Regions from separate parts of the Rattus norvegicus genome. Here region 2 is linked to region 1. Evidence: chromatin contacts called from public Hi-C data. All regions are on one chromosome and are shown on one strand. The core of a region is the stretch at or near the end of the contact, and the rest is flanking DNA. Distances in the headings are between cores, read along the strand shown.

The links. A called contact is a pair of places that touch in the nucleus more often than the background predicts.
Region 2: a contact with region 1 is called in a Hi-C map of the A7r5 cell line, with 2.7 times the contacts expected there. The contact joins two enhancer-like sites. A contact is called at or near these places in 4 of 12 Hi-C or Micro-C datasets (the A7r5 cell line, kidney and liver).

Annotation. Positions count from the first base shown.
Region 1 is chr9:110,821,114-110,828,236 of GRCr8, reverse strand. The region is part of intron 1 of LOC134480617 (a long non-coding RNA gene); the gene reads right to left. Among named protein-coding and RNA genes, the nearest start is that of Fer, 140 kb to the left of the region's middle. Within about 2 kb of position 3,021, at least 6 of the 93 cell types and tissues checked have an H3K27ac peak or open chromatin away from gene starts, as enhancers often do. A contact at or near this core is called in the A7r5 cell line, where this site is marked.
Region 2 is chr9:110,903,253-110,910,441 of GRCr8, reverse strand. No RefSeq gene overlaps it. Among named protein-coding and RNA genes, the nearest start is that of Fer, 61 kb to the left of the region's middle. Within about 2 kb of position 1,806, at least 3 of the 93 cell types and tissues checked have an H3K27ac peak or open chromatin away from gene starts, as enhancers often do. A contact at or near this core is called in the A7r5 cell line, where this site is marked.

The DNA of each region.
Region 1 (7,123 bases), core at 1,772-4,271:
TCAGTCTGGGCTGCAAAGGGGAAACTCTCAAGAAACAAACAAATCAGTCTGAGTACTTGGAATGACATACTTGGTATGATATCGGTACAGCACTGCTCCTTCCTGAACACATCTACAACACACATAGTCTTAACCTTTTGATCTTTATTGATTTTTATCTTATGTGTATGAGTATTTTTACAGGCACATATGTCTGTGTACCATGTGCATGTGTGCATGCCGGGCCTGTGACTGCCTGGAACGGGGGTTATAGACTGCTCTTATCCACCATGACGGTACTGGGAACTGAAGCCCTGGAAAAACAGCCAATGTTCTTAACCACTGGGCCATTTCTCCAGCCCCATAAAACCATGAATTCATTAAAAAGTTTCTAAACTATTCATTTCCTTAATTCCTCCAATGTCATATCTATGTCTCTTTTCCTTTACACTGAAAGTTCTGGTTTGTGGGTGGGGTGTGCATCTGTTTTGATGAAAATGGTTTTAGAGCTTCAGAACCAGTGTCACTTTTAACAGCAACAAAACAAAACAACAAATAACAAAATAATAGACCAAATATATGATATCTTTGCATGTTTTTTCTTTTTTTTGTTTGCATTTTGGTCACTAATTAAGAATATATCTGAAGGGCTGGAGAGATGGCTCAACACTTAAGGGCACTGGCTGCTCTTCCAGAGGACCTGAGTTCAATTCCCAGCACCCACAGGGTATATTATAACTGTCTGTTAAGTCCAGTTCCAAGGGATCTGGTACCCTCACATGGTCATAAATGCAAACAAAATATCAGTGCACATAAAAACAAATAAATCTTAATGTATATGTATATATATATTAAATTTTATGTACAGAAGTCACTTGAAGTAGCTCTCTGCAGTTCCCCATGTGACATATAGCTAAGCACATTTACTTCTCGTTCACGCTTAGACTTGTTTTATTTAAGCCTGGCTCCTTTGCCTAATATTTTTGAATATGTAAAACATCACCGAGTCCAAAAGTTAAAAATAAGAAAGGCATATTCAGGAAAAACAAATCTCATTTCAGTGTTTAGTTTGTCTTAACTAATCAGGAAATTCCCAGTAAGAAACAATGGTTACTTCTAATTCTTTGAGCTTGAAAATATTCACCAAATATGTACAAGGTATGCCTTCATTTCTTTTACAAAGCCTAACAGAGTGTGCTCGCTGAGTTTTGCAACATTTTTTGTTCATTTGACAAATTTAACTGGGGATCTTTAAAAGGATACATTGTAGTTCAGTCCCTATGGATGGACATTTGAGTTGTTCCAGTTCCAGAGATTAAAATTAAGGCCGCAGTGAGCATACTTACGACTTTGCTTATCCTACTTCTGTAAAAACACAATTTTCTCTAAAAGATGGCAGCATGCATCCTGCTTATGATAGGAGACATTTCCTTAAAGTCATTCCAAATTATCACATATAAGAAAAATATGTACTCTTTCAGTTTTGAGTTCCTACTCAATATTTTTTGGAAGGTTCCTCTGGTTGAGGACTGTTTGCACCCTTCCACAGGTCTTTAAGAATATTGCCCTTGGGAACAAGAATACCCTTGGGAGGGAATAGGGAGGCAAAGTTTAGAAGAGGTCGAAGGAACTTTCGAAGGCCCATTCAGAGCCTGCCCCACATGTGGCCCATACATATACAGCTACCCAATTAGACAAGATGGATGAAGCAAAGAAGTGCAGGCTGACAGGAACCGGATGTAGACCTCTCCTGAGAGACACAGCCAGAATATAGCAAATACATAGGCGAATGCCAGCAGCAATCCACTGAACTGAGAACAGGACCCCCGTTGAAGGAGTCAGAGAAAGGATTGGAAGAGCTTGAAGGGGCTTGAGACCCCATATGAACAACAATGCCAAGCAACCAGAGCTTCCAGGTACTAAGCCACTCCCTAAAGACTATACATGGACTGACCCTGGGCTCCAACCTCATAGGTAGCAATGAATAGCCTAGTAAGAGCACCAGTGGAAGGGGAAGCCCTGGGTCCTGCCAAGATTGAACCCCCTAGTGAACGTGATTGTTGGGGGGCGGGTGGTAATGGGGGGAGGATGGGGAGGGGAACACCCAAAGAGAAGGGGAGGGGGAGGGGTTAGGGGGATGTTGGCCTAAAAACTGGGAAAGGGAATAACAATTGAAATGTAAATAAGAAATACCCAATTTAATAAAGATGAAGAAAAAAAGAATATTGCCCTTGGGTTTTGCTTCTTTTCCCATTTTCAAGTCTTTATACAAAATACAAGTAAGAATTCATCAACAATAAGAAATTTTAGTTCTTTGAGAGTGATAGCAAAATTTTTCTATAATTTTAATATTTATGCTTTTACCTGGGGATATAGTAATGATTTTTTTACATATTTTTAGAAATTTTATTGAGATCTTATTCACATGTGTCTTAGCAAGTGTTCTATTGCTCTGAAGAGATGCCATGGCCAAGGCAACTCTTCCAAGAGAAAGCATGTAATTGGGGCTGGGTTACAGTTCAGAAGTTTAGTCCATTTTCATGGCAGGAAACACGGTGGTGTGCAGTCAGACATGGTGCTGAAGAGTAGGTGGAAGTTCTACAACAGGATCTGCGGGCAGCAGGCTGGGAAGACACGGGTCTGGCTTGAGTATTTGAAACCCCAAATCCCACCCACTCCCAGTGACACACTTCCTCAGACAAAGCCACACCTACTCCAAAAAGGTCACACCTCCTAATCCTTGTGAGCTGACACCACTCTCTAATGACCAAGCATTCACATATAGGAGCCTGTGGAGGGCCCTTCCTATTTAAACCTTAATACCATGAAATAGACTGGTATGAAGTATGTAATTAGAGGGCTTTTACTATGGCCTCAGAGTCCATTACCATAGTCTATTTAAGAACATTCCATTACCTTATATGTCCCTAGCAACCACTAGTCTACTTCCTCTCTCTACAACTCTTGACTGGTTTCAATCCATCTGTGTCTTCTTGTTGTACACATTTGGTTCTAGTTGCTATATTTTAATCCCTCACTTAATCAGAGTTTATCTTATAAATGACATAAAGTATGACTCTATCTCCCCTCCCCCAGAACGAGTCGTGGTAAGACTTACTGGAAAAGTCTTTCAGTTTCCTCTTGTTGCTGTAATAAATTCCTGAAGATTCTAGTGGCTTTTTAAAAAAGCAAAACAGTTTTGCTATCTTATGATTGTAAAGGTCACGTGTCCCATAACCCCTACTCCTCAAGTTAAAATGGATGTGTTGGCAAGACTGTGTTCCTTCCTTAGACTTCAGGGGAGGATGTGTCCTTTTTCTCTTCATCTTCTAGAGGCTGTCCCATCCCTGGGCTGAATGCCTTTATCCTGCTTCTATGTCACAGTTCTTCCTGTTTTGATCTCGTCTTCCTCTGACTAAAGACTCTGACCAGACTGGGCACATCTAAGTAACGAAGGGCAATTCCTTCCTTTCAAGATCTTTTAAAGCGATCCCATCTGGAAAGTACACTGTCTGAGACAGTACACTCACAGGCTTGGGGGAGTAGGATGTGGACATCATCAGAGGACCACTCCTTAGCCTACCATGTCACAACCCCAGTCTGCGCTGGTATCCACTAACTGCCACGTTTTCATATTCATCAGGTCTCACATTTAGAGCATCTGCTTTGCTCCCTTGGACTGTACAGGAGCCACTGCCACACTGTCCTAGTAGCAAGGACATTATGTTTCTGCCTTTCCAGCTCCATGCTCTTCCCTTTAGGGTGTCCTTGGCACCGACTACTTGTGGGTTATTTCACATGAGTTCTTGAACCACCCTCACCCAGCAGTTGGCATTTTGTCAGACTGGCTTTGCATTTATGTTAACATACGGAAATTTGATGTTTTTATGCCGTGTATTCAGTCTATCCAAGAGCTAAAGATGCCTCCTATTTGGTTCAGCCAATTTCCGCACCTCTCGGGAGTGTTTTGTGGTTTTATCACACAAGCTTTGCTCATTTAGTTCAAAGTTTCTTTCTAACCATTTCGGTTTTGTACCGAGGATCTTCTCTTTCATCAGCTCAGTCATTGCCTGTGTATATGTAAGGGACTTCTGGAAATTAATGGAACTTTGCTAGTTTTTTGTTACTTCTATCTTCTTGTTTAGTTTTGTGGATTCTAAAAGATATTTTAAAAGAATTATTCATTATTTTACGTGTATGGGACCCAATTATGTTAAGTAGTAACAGGTGATTTTTTTTTCTTTCAAGAAAAGTCATAAAGCAAAACATACTGGTGGCGACCCCTATCTGCAGGTCACGGCAAAGCAAGGGAAACTCTTGACAGGTTTCAGATATGATAGGGCGACATTCTTGCCTCTTGGATTGGTAGAAGTTAGTGATGAGATGCTATGGACACATTATAAAGTTTTTAATAATAGTCACCAGGATGTTGACTTGGACAGAGGGGTCGGCAGTGCAGGCTTGAAAGGGACAGAAAATAGCACATGATAATTTGACTCTTGCCTGGGACGTTTGAGCTCTCCACAGTCTCTAGGTCCACCCATTTGGCCCTGCATGAACTTGAGTATGAACTGTTCTTTTCTAGAACCTCAGTTCACACATCAAAGACAGTTTTTGACGTGTGGAATGTGTCTTTCGGGGCAGTTTGAATCCATGTGTTCCACACCATGGCCACTCACATGTGGCTCAAGGTTGAGCCATCTCTACTTTTCCTGAGATGAGAGCTGTGTGTTTTGCATTGACAGACACAAAGCAGAGGGAGTGTTTCTTCAGTTTCAATCTTTTCTTACTCCCCAGCTGCTCAGCACGCAGGCCTCAGGGAAGCCTTCTCCCTTTTGATATAACTCTTTGCTGCTGCATATGGGATGCTACAATTTTCCCGGAAAAACAAAATTTCACAGGACTGATGACTCCCAAGTAAAGGCAGCTATCCATCAGGGGGCAGCTGTACTCTGAAATGGAAATGATCTTCCCCTAGGGATCATTTTGTCCCCTCAAGTCATAAGGAGTTCTTTGAAAGGCATTGCAGACCCATGCCAGTGAGGTCAGGGTTTAATTGAGGGACCCTGCCTCAAGGAATAAGGTAGAGAACAATACAGAGGAAAACCTGACACTGACATTCACACGGATGTGCATACCTATGCACGCATGGGCATGCAAAGACAATATTTAAGTTGGGCATGGTGGTAGTATGTATCTGTCTTCCCCACAATCTCCACTGAGGCGGGGGGGGGGTGGTGTACCCACATACTTGGGTAATATATTGCCACTGTCTCAAAAATCCAGCAAAAAGAAAAATAAGAAAAGAAATTCTAGTTTTATTATATCACAACTAAATACTGGTCAAACTCACACTTCTTTGTGGGCTCCAGTGACTTTTTTGTGATTCAATGTAAATATTTGAAAAGACTTTTTTTAAAAAAAAAATCAAGTTTGCTGTATTCCCGAAGTGTTTAGATTATCATGCAATTCATTATGTTTTCTCTGTGTTTGTACCCTTGACCTGTTGTGAACTGAGAAAGTTAGTCTCTTTTAGTCTTCTTGTAGTCTGAATGGAGGAGTCTCCACAATGGCTGGGTATCCTCAGAACATGAAGATTTTAGCATCCTGTGTGTAGAAGCCATTTAGCTCCCTTGTTTACAATGTTTCCCACTCGAGCTAGCTACTCTTTTATTCTCTCAAAGTAAGTCTATCTGTTCAGGGAGACAAAGGACCAGGATCTGAATGAATGTTTCCTGAAGGCAGCCTCTCTACAGTCTGTAGTTTAGTGACTCTGATTAACCCTTGCTTTGACAGTACTTAGCGTGAATTCTGAGCCTCTGGGTGACTTTGTGCTGTGACTTTTTCCTATTGGCTTCCTGTCTACTTTTCTCACAGCTGTCCTGACATTTAAGCCTTAGTCCTCTACTCTCTGACTTCGAAAACACCGTTGCTATCTTGCTCTTGAACCTTTCTTTATGTCCCCATAGGCTTATATATGTTTAATCACAGCACTATCTCTTTGTAGGGTTGTAGGAATAAAAAGGGTTTTCAAAAAGATTCCAACTTATTAGGAACCCTCCTCCTGGGATTTCCCTCCAAGACATTTTTAAATTGCATTTGCACTTTCTAGATTCAGGTAGGGCTCCCTCATTAGGATTTGATTCTGCTCTCACCAGACCCAGCCTCTATTTCTCAGTCTTTACCCAGCCAACACGCTCAGTTAAAGACTATTGCCTTTCTGGACCGATGATGTGACTGGAGAGGGGGTGGGGGTTCACACCAGGACCCACATGGTGGAGGGAGAGAGGCTAAGCTGCAGTTGTCTCTCATCTCTGTGGGTGTGCTGTGGCGTATGCTTAAGACTGTCCTTTCTTCGTCTCTTCTCCTTTTACCTGCTTTCCACACCTGGGATCTTCAGATCTTGTACTTCAGGTTGAAAACTCCTCATTTTATTTTAGGAGAGCCACTTCTGTTTCTAATGTGAGACCACCTAAAAGTACACACATCCACTAATGACAGATTTTGTATCATTTACAGAATTATTCTCTGTCTTAAGCTTATTCTCTGACTTAAGGACCTTGGGTTCTCTTTCCCACAAGCTTTTTCTGGTGAGAGGATGTAGTGTACGTCTCCATACCTAGTGTGGGGACCAACATCTGCAAACAATGCAAGTCTCTTAGCTGTCTTGGAATTAGAAGTTAAACCGTCTCTGTGTGTCATGCATGTCGGTGCACATGTGTACTTGCATGTGGAGCTAGAGGTCAACCTCAGGTACCATCCCTTAGGAGCTGTCCCCCTTTACTTGCCTGAGGTGCCCGGACCCTCAGTGGATACTCAGTACCCAGAAGTAATGACTCTAATGCTCCTCTGCTTACCTTCATTTATAATCTGTTGGATACTGTCACAACCTTGCCTAGGATGCCAACTCTGGTGTCCTGTTTATTCGGTTGATACAGTTCAGTCCTAGTCTTTCATTTCCTGCTGGGAGCTGGGTACTCACCTCACCTTAGTCTTGTAAAGGAAACTTGTTTTTCTCAGCTATGGCGGCTTTAAAATATGCTTTTGAAATACATTTTTAAAAAATACTCCTCTCTGATGCCCTCTCCTTGAATTTGGGCTAGGTGTTCTGTAAAAGGTGTGAGAGAAGTCACTGGGTATGGCT
Region 2 (7,189 bases), core at 557-3,056, 83 kb before region 1:
ACCAAACTAGGACATCCCACACACGTGGTTCCTAGTCCTAGTCTGTCGTTCAGTCATTATTCGGTGAGTTCTGTTCTTCCACTGAAAGGGCAAACATCAAACATCATCAGACATCATATCGTCCATAAGGAAAAAGAGAAAGTTCCATTTTGTAAGACTTTCTTCTTCTTCTTCTTCTTCTTCTTCTTCTTCTTCTTCTTCTTCTTCTTCTTCTTCTTCTTCTTCTCCTTCTCCTTCTCCTTCTCCTTCTCCTCCTCCTCCTCCTCCTCCTCCTCCTCCTCCTCCTCCTCCTCCTCCTCTTCCTCTTCCTCTTCCTCCTCTTTTTTAGTGGCATTTCACTATGGACCACTGCATGACTCAGAACTTTCTAGGTAGAACAAGCTGGTCTTGAACTCAAAGCTTGCTGTTATTTATAAATCTAGGAGCCAGAACTTTCTCTTTCAATTTTGAGTAACAAAAGAAGCAGAAGCTGAAGCAGAAACAGCAGCAAAAGAAGAAGAAGGAGGAGGAAGAAGGAAGAAGGGAAGGAGAGAGAGGAAGCAAGAGAAAATAGCCCAAACCTCAAAGGGCTTGTATTCTGTACAATAAGAATGGTGAATATGTTGTTGACTGATGCTGTTAAAGTTACTTAGTGCAATCCAGTTCCATGGGTCACAAGGCTATGGGCATGATGCCAGGCCTATCCGGGTAACACGTCACCTCTTCCTATTTTAGGCTAGATGATTAGTAAGCAGTCTAATTTTTTTTCTCTACAGTTTATTCTGTTATGTTAAAATTAACAATCCATAGGAGGAACAGGAGGGTGGGGCAGGGTACTAATGACAATTATAGAGGCCCAACTACTGGGGACCACAGAGCGGCTTGAACTATTTTAGGGATAAGCGGAAATATTTGCTTCAAAAAAAAAAAAGCTTAATACTCTAGCTTAGGGACTTAGATACGTATTAGCTTTACAGGCCACAGCTATTTTACTGACTGGCATAGGACTTTGTTCTTTAGTAGAGCTGGGGACAGTGCTTTCATTCATCCACAGATGTCTTACTTGGGGTCTTTGGGCATACAGAAAGATGGAGAGATACTTACCTGTCAGTCAGGAGAGATGGTGGGATAGCCACTCAGAAGAAGAAGGCCAATCTGAGGACTATGCACTTTGTTTGGGGGGTCAAGAACTGAAGAACTCTAGCAGGAGTTTTTAGGTGTTGGGTGGAATTGTGGCATGTACAGGATCAGAAAGGAGTGGAGAGGGGTGGTCTGGGCCTTGGGATTTCGTGCTCTGCAGAGTCCGAGAGACAGAAGAATCATACTAAACAAAGCAGAGAAATCTCTCTGTGGGACTCACAAGAAAATGTGTGAACAGCATGAAGGGCTAGTGAGGTCGTTGACTAGCCAATCTCTTTGCAATAAATAAAAGAAAACATTGAGGCATATACATACTTTCCTTAGGACGTTGAAAGACCATATACATCCTCGTCAAGTACCCTATGGATGTACATGTATTGTTTTGGAGTTGTTTTTCTTGAACAGGAGAAACACACAAGCAAAAGCTCTTTTGAAAACTGAGCGGACACTTGATAATCGGAAAAAAACGAAAGTCTCTGGAAAACAGGACATTCTAAGTGTTCTCACCGGCCCCAGGCCTCCTCAGAAACCATCCACGATGACTCTAGAAATCTCAAGTTCTATTCTCCTGTTCCTTACAGCAGACTGAGAACGATTTTTAGTGAGAAACAAGCTTGCACTGATGATCTGAGTTTGAAAATCGGTTTTAGAGTTTGGGCTTGCAGTGCTTTTAGATCAGTTAAGGCAACTGCGCCCTCTAGTCTCTGCAGCGGGTACTGCAAGGCCATTTGAGCTCGTTGCTTCAACTTTGTCCTCAAGTTTGATACTTGGAACTCAAAGTCGTTCACAACCCGCCACACACGCAGAGATCCCTCCAGGTGTGAGTAAAGCAATTAATCTCATTTTGGTGATAAACATGCCTACCGGAGGCTCATTTTCTCTCTTAAGTTATACCAGAAAAATTAATTAGGCTCATGTTAAAAAAAAAACCAAAAAAACTTTTCCATGGTATAGAAAAAGCGGTGACTAAAATACTAAGAAGGTAGCTATTCATCACTGCCTCATAAAGGCACACGACAACTCATCATGATAAATTAAGGAAGCTGCCTGCCTGACCTTCATTAGCCATCTGCTCCCTTAGAATGAGAATTTTTAAAGAGCTCTATTTTATTTGGGCATTTGGAAGTGCGCTGGTTTGATCTATTTCTCTCTCTTCTTTGAGGGAACAATCCCTCTGAGGATGGGTTTGTTTGTTTGTTCCTTTTGTACTTTTATGTCTTGTCTGCTTGCCAGAGCACACGTCCCCTTGAAGAGAACTTCTTAGTCAGAGCTCCATGCCGGTGCTGTGGACTGCCCAGAGGAGGGCTTGCTTTACCCCAGATGCTGATATTGTGTACACTTTTGAACATTCTGGGCAAGTCTCTTTTACATGGTTGGTTCTGATTGGCTGTCACGTTCTTTAACTACCTTTCTCCTGGCATTGAGTCAAGGCTGAAGAGGGATCAACTGTAACCATGGCTGAAAGAGGGACGGTATAGAGAAGAGATGTTGGTTGCCTTGAGTTTATTTCATGGACAGAGATGAATGGTTTGTTTTAGTGAAAGAGACCAAGGAAGGAAGAGGAAGAAACAATTAGGACAGAATGTCTCCCTCAATCAGGGTCAAGGTCTTTAGATGCAGACAGCTGATCTTATTTGATTAAAATAAAGGACTATTTGGAAATAAAATGGGAACAGCTGGAGATATTGTCCCTGGCATACACAGAAACGATTTGGTTAATAATAACATCAATATGTGATTGAACACCATGAGTCACGGAACTCCTGCCTTTAATGTTGCCACCAGAGAGAACAAATACTCCAACAAAGTCACCTTGGAGCTCTCTAAAGACCAGGCTATCTTGGAGCTTTGAAAAGTCTCAAGATTTTAGAATTGGAGGACTGGGTATGTTTCCAGTAACAAGGACAACTTAATGGCTCCCCAAGGCCCAGATAACTACTTTCCAATAACTTCATTGTTCTTAAAATTTCTCCCTTTTTACATCGTCTAAAATTCCCATCAATGGGAACTGCATTTGCCTTATTGATATCAAAGTCTCTTAGAAGGATTCTGAAAACCTCTGGGACAGCTAATCTGTCATTCACAAGTGTGTGTGTGGGGTGACTAAGTATGTTGGTGTAATAAGTTTTTGTGGTAAGAAAGGATTTTAGACATTTTTAAAAATCATGACATGATGGAAAATTCAACAGCAGTTTTTTTTTTTAAACAGTTATAAGGATTGAATACTAGGCTTTGTCCTTGGTTGGAACATATTCTAACCACTCTGAGAAATATTAAATATGAGTCTTCTACCAAATACTATAAAATTTGTGTTTGGGGTTGGGGATTTAGCTCAGTGGTAGAGCGCTTGCCTAGGAAGCGCAAGGCCCTGGGTTCGGTCCCCAGCTCCGAAAAAAAAAAAGAACCAAAAAAAAAAAAAATTTGTGTTTGGGACAGGAGATTCAAATGCCCCACCACCACCTTGTAGACGTTCTATGGAAAGGTTTTATTCCCTCACCCTCACCCCCAGATAGACAAAGCTCTATGGAATCTGATGGTCTGGAGCAAGGACCCCTTTCTCCTTGGAGAAAGGACCCCTTTCCCCTTCTTCCATTTCCGGTATACTCATTCTTCTCAGAGTAGCCAATCAAATTAAGACTATGAGGCCAGCCAATGGGGAAAGACACCCGTCACTACCTGAATTAGAATAAAAACTGATAGCACTTCTTGTCTCTGCGTGTTCTCTTTTGAGCACACCCTCTCGGTCAAGAGTGAAGTTTGCCTTGCCCAGACTCTTCGGTTGCTGGTGCTTCCTTTCTTTGCCACACAGATTTATTTCTAACAGCACTGAGCTGCCCTCCAACCACAGTCGTGTCTGACGTTACATAAAAGTCATCCAAAGGAGCTTGTACGTTCACAGACCTTGGCTTGGTGGCGTTGGCATCATTATTAGTCGCACTTGCATGATGCGTTGCGGAGTGTGCCATCTGCCTCCTCTGCCTTTGAGGAATCCACTCAGAAGACGGTTATAAACCCCAGCCCCCTGAGATTAGCAACAGGAATCCTGCTCTGGTCCCGCTCAAGGCCTTTGTAAGGGCTTTTACCACAGAGCATTACAGAAACACATGGCTCCTCTGCTTCTTCTAGGCTCTAAGAGAAGCCCACACACAGTCAGAAAGGAGGTGAGAGAAAGGGGTGGGACTCTGAAGAAAAACATCCCTTCTCCTTCCCCCTCCTCCCTGCCCAGTGGGTGATCTCCCCGGTGTTTCCCGCATGGGAAACCGGGAAGTTAAGAGTTTCCGGTACGGGAAACCTCCTTGTGGAGTTTATCCTACACAACAAACCTTACCAAAGTGCCTCAAGGCAATGCTAACTATTCATTTTTCATTGCAATGTGGAAGCTGGCAGGACTCACAGTTTTCACGCGAGGTTCCAGTGCTTAGCAGGGAAAGGGTAGCTGGGCCTGGGTCTTGTTGAAGGCTCTGGGACTCCTATACAGCTGGTGGCTGCACTGGGGTTTCCCAGCAGCTGAGCCAGGATCCCTCTCGGCTCCTTTCTTTGCAGTCTCATCCATACACTAGACACAGACATTAAGGATCTGGGAGTGACATGAGCTAACATCCCGAAGGGCTGCCTGCGCTTCTCTGTCCCAGCCTCAAAAGTGACACACTATGAGATCCGTTTTCTTATGTCGATTGAGTTTGTCCCCAAGGTTTAAGGAGAGGGGCTAAATGATGGGAGGAGTGTGGCAGAATTTGTGGACATCTTTCTAACCACCACAAGAACCTATGAGAAAAAGGAGACATCACTCATATCTCCTCAAGTGATCTCTTGTCCCCGCATGCGTTCCCAATGGCACGGCTGCCACAGCTAGCTAGAGACACCCTGCTCCCTGTCGTGTTTCCTCTGCTCCAAACCCTGATTAATCTTCTCTGCCTTCACTTCTCCCTCTGCCTAATCTTTGCAGTGCTGTGTGTTCGAACCCACAGAGAAAAGCACTGTCGTTGACCTCGCTAGGCCACCAGAGGTCCTGGTTCCAGCCTGGGTAAAACCCAGTTTTGACTTTCTGGAAGTATGGCTGCGGAAGTCTGAGGGACTCCGAGGGTTGAAAACAGGTGGGTCAAAGTGTCCCCTGGGAAGTGACACCACGTCGGCTGTTCACTTGGACTCTCAGCTCTTTCTGTGGCAGAAGCCTGTGCCTCTTGCCTTTCCTTTTGGAACTTCTTGTGTGGTCCCCTCATGGGGTACAGACTACCGCTACCATCCCATGTGGGCTGCTACTCAGAGACCCATTCGCGGAGAAAACGGGCGGCTTCAACAGCTAAGCACCAGTGATGGAGACACTGCTCAGGGGCACGTGCTTAGCTTGAGGTTAGGTGTCTAAAGCCTCTAGCATGTGCCTGTTCCACAGCGATGCAGTTTTCTTGTTTCGCGTTGAGATAGTGTTGCTATGCAGCCCCGACTGGCTCCATCTCCTGATTTCCCTGCCTTAGCTTCCCAAATTCTAGGGATAATAGCTATGCACCCGCATATTCAACAAGTATGGCTTTTGTTTTTCTTTATTTCTATTTTTATTTGTGTGTTTCTGACTGAGTGTGTGAGTGAGTGCGTGTGTGCGTGTGTGTACATATATCCGAGCAGGCCAGAAGCGGATTCAGATCTCCTGGAACCGGAGCTATAAGTGGTTGCCGGAGCTCACAGCCAAGCTTGCATCCCTGGCAGAGCAAGCAGTTAGCACTCCTAACCACTGCTGCGTCTCTTCAACCCCATTCCTTTAACAAGGTGTGTCCTAAGTGCCAATCTACCCGCTCATGGAGTAAGTGGGGCCACAGACCCATTTAACTGAGTGTTAGTAAGGATCTGGTCATCCTAGTCGTGATCCAGAATCAGCTTAGAGAGCAAATTCTTCCTGACATTTCCCTGTGTTACTGAAAAAAATTAAATCCCCTCTCCAGGCCATAAAATATGATTCATTTTAGATTGTTAATATTATTTGAATAAAACCCTTTCTCCAAATAGTGCTTATCACTACACATAATTAAAAAATTAAAAAAATAAAATAATAAAATTCGGTGCGAGATTTATCTCTCCACCGTTCTTCCAGTTAACATATTTAAAAAAAAAACAAAAAAAAAAAACAAAAAAAAAAAAAACAGTTGAACACCAGTCTGGAACCTGCTTCTCAGATTTGGATGTGATGGCATGTGATGTTGTGTGGCTAATAGTCCCGTCCCATATGTGCAAGGGGCCAGCTGTCAAAGATGGCGCCATGGGGGATCTGTTATAACTTTATGCCATGCACATAGCCCCGTATACCCATACATAAGGTCACCAGAACACGGCCGGGGACATAGCAGCTGTGGCAAAATTGAGTATAAATTCTTCATTGCTTTCACTCCGAACTCCACCCTTTACTTGACTCAAATTATCTTTTTTTTTTTTTCCCGGAGCTGGGGACCGAACCCAGGGCCTTGCGCTTCCCTAGGCAAGCGCTCTACCACTGAGCTAAATCCCCAACCCCGACTCAAATTATCTTTATCAGAACGGATGAGAAGTCCCGTAATGGAGGGTGAATCAAGGAGTGGAATCTCCTTGGCACGCCTTCCTCACATTCTTGTTGGAGTTGTTTGGTCACAGCCACGGCGATTTTCTCTGCTTCTTTTAAGAGAAACCTCCCTGACTGGGCTAATGTCTGTGATCTGTAGCAGTCAATATGGAATGAAAAGCAAACCTCACAGATTGGTGTAACAAGAGCGGGTGATGAGTTTCTACTCCACATGGAATCTCTTGATTATACCTACTTGGTAACTTCATTTTTAAGCATATGTAAGAGATTCCCAGAGTTTGTTAAAAGAGTAAAAAGAATGTAATTAACTCAAACTCTTTATATGATTGTGTAAAAAGTCCATGTAATCACTACTGCTGATCAAAGATGATCCCATGCAAATCAAGGCCTTCCTTCTTCAATATTTCTAAGCGTATGGAATCATGAATGAGTGCACATTCTTAAAAGTGAGTAGGGAATGATACTCATGTAAGGCGTTAGCATTCCTGGAGTAACCTCTATGCCATTCGGAACCTCAGAAGATCT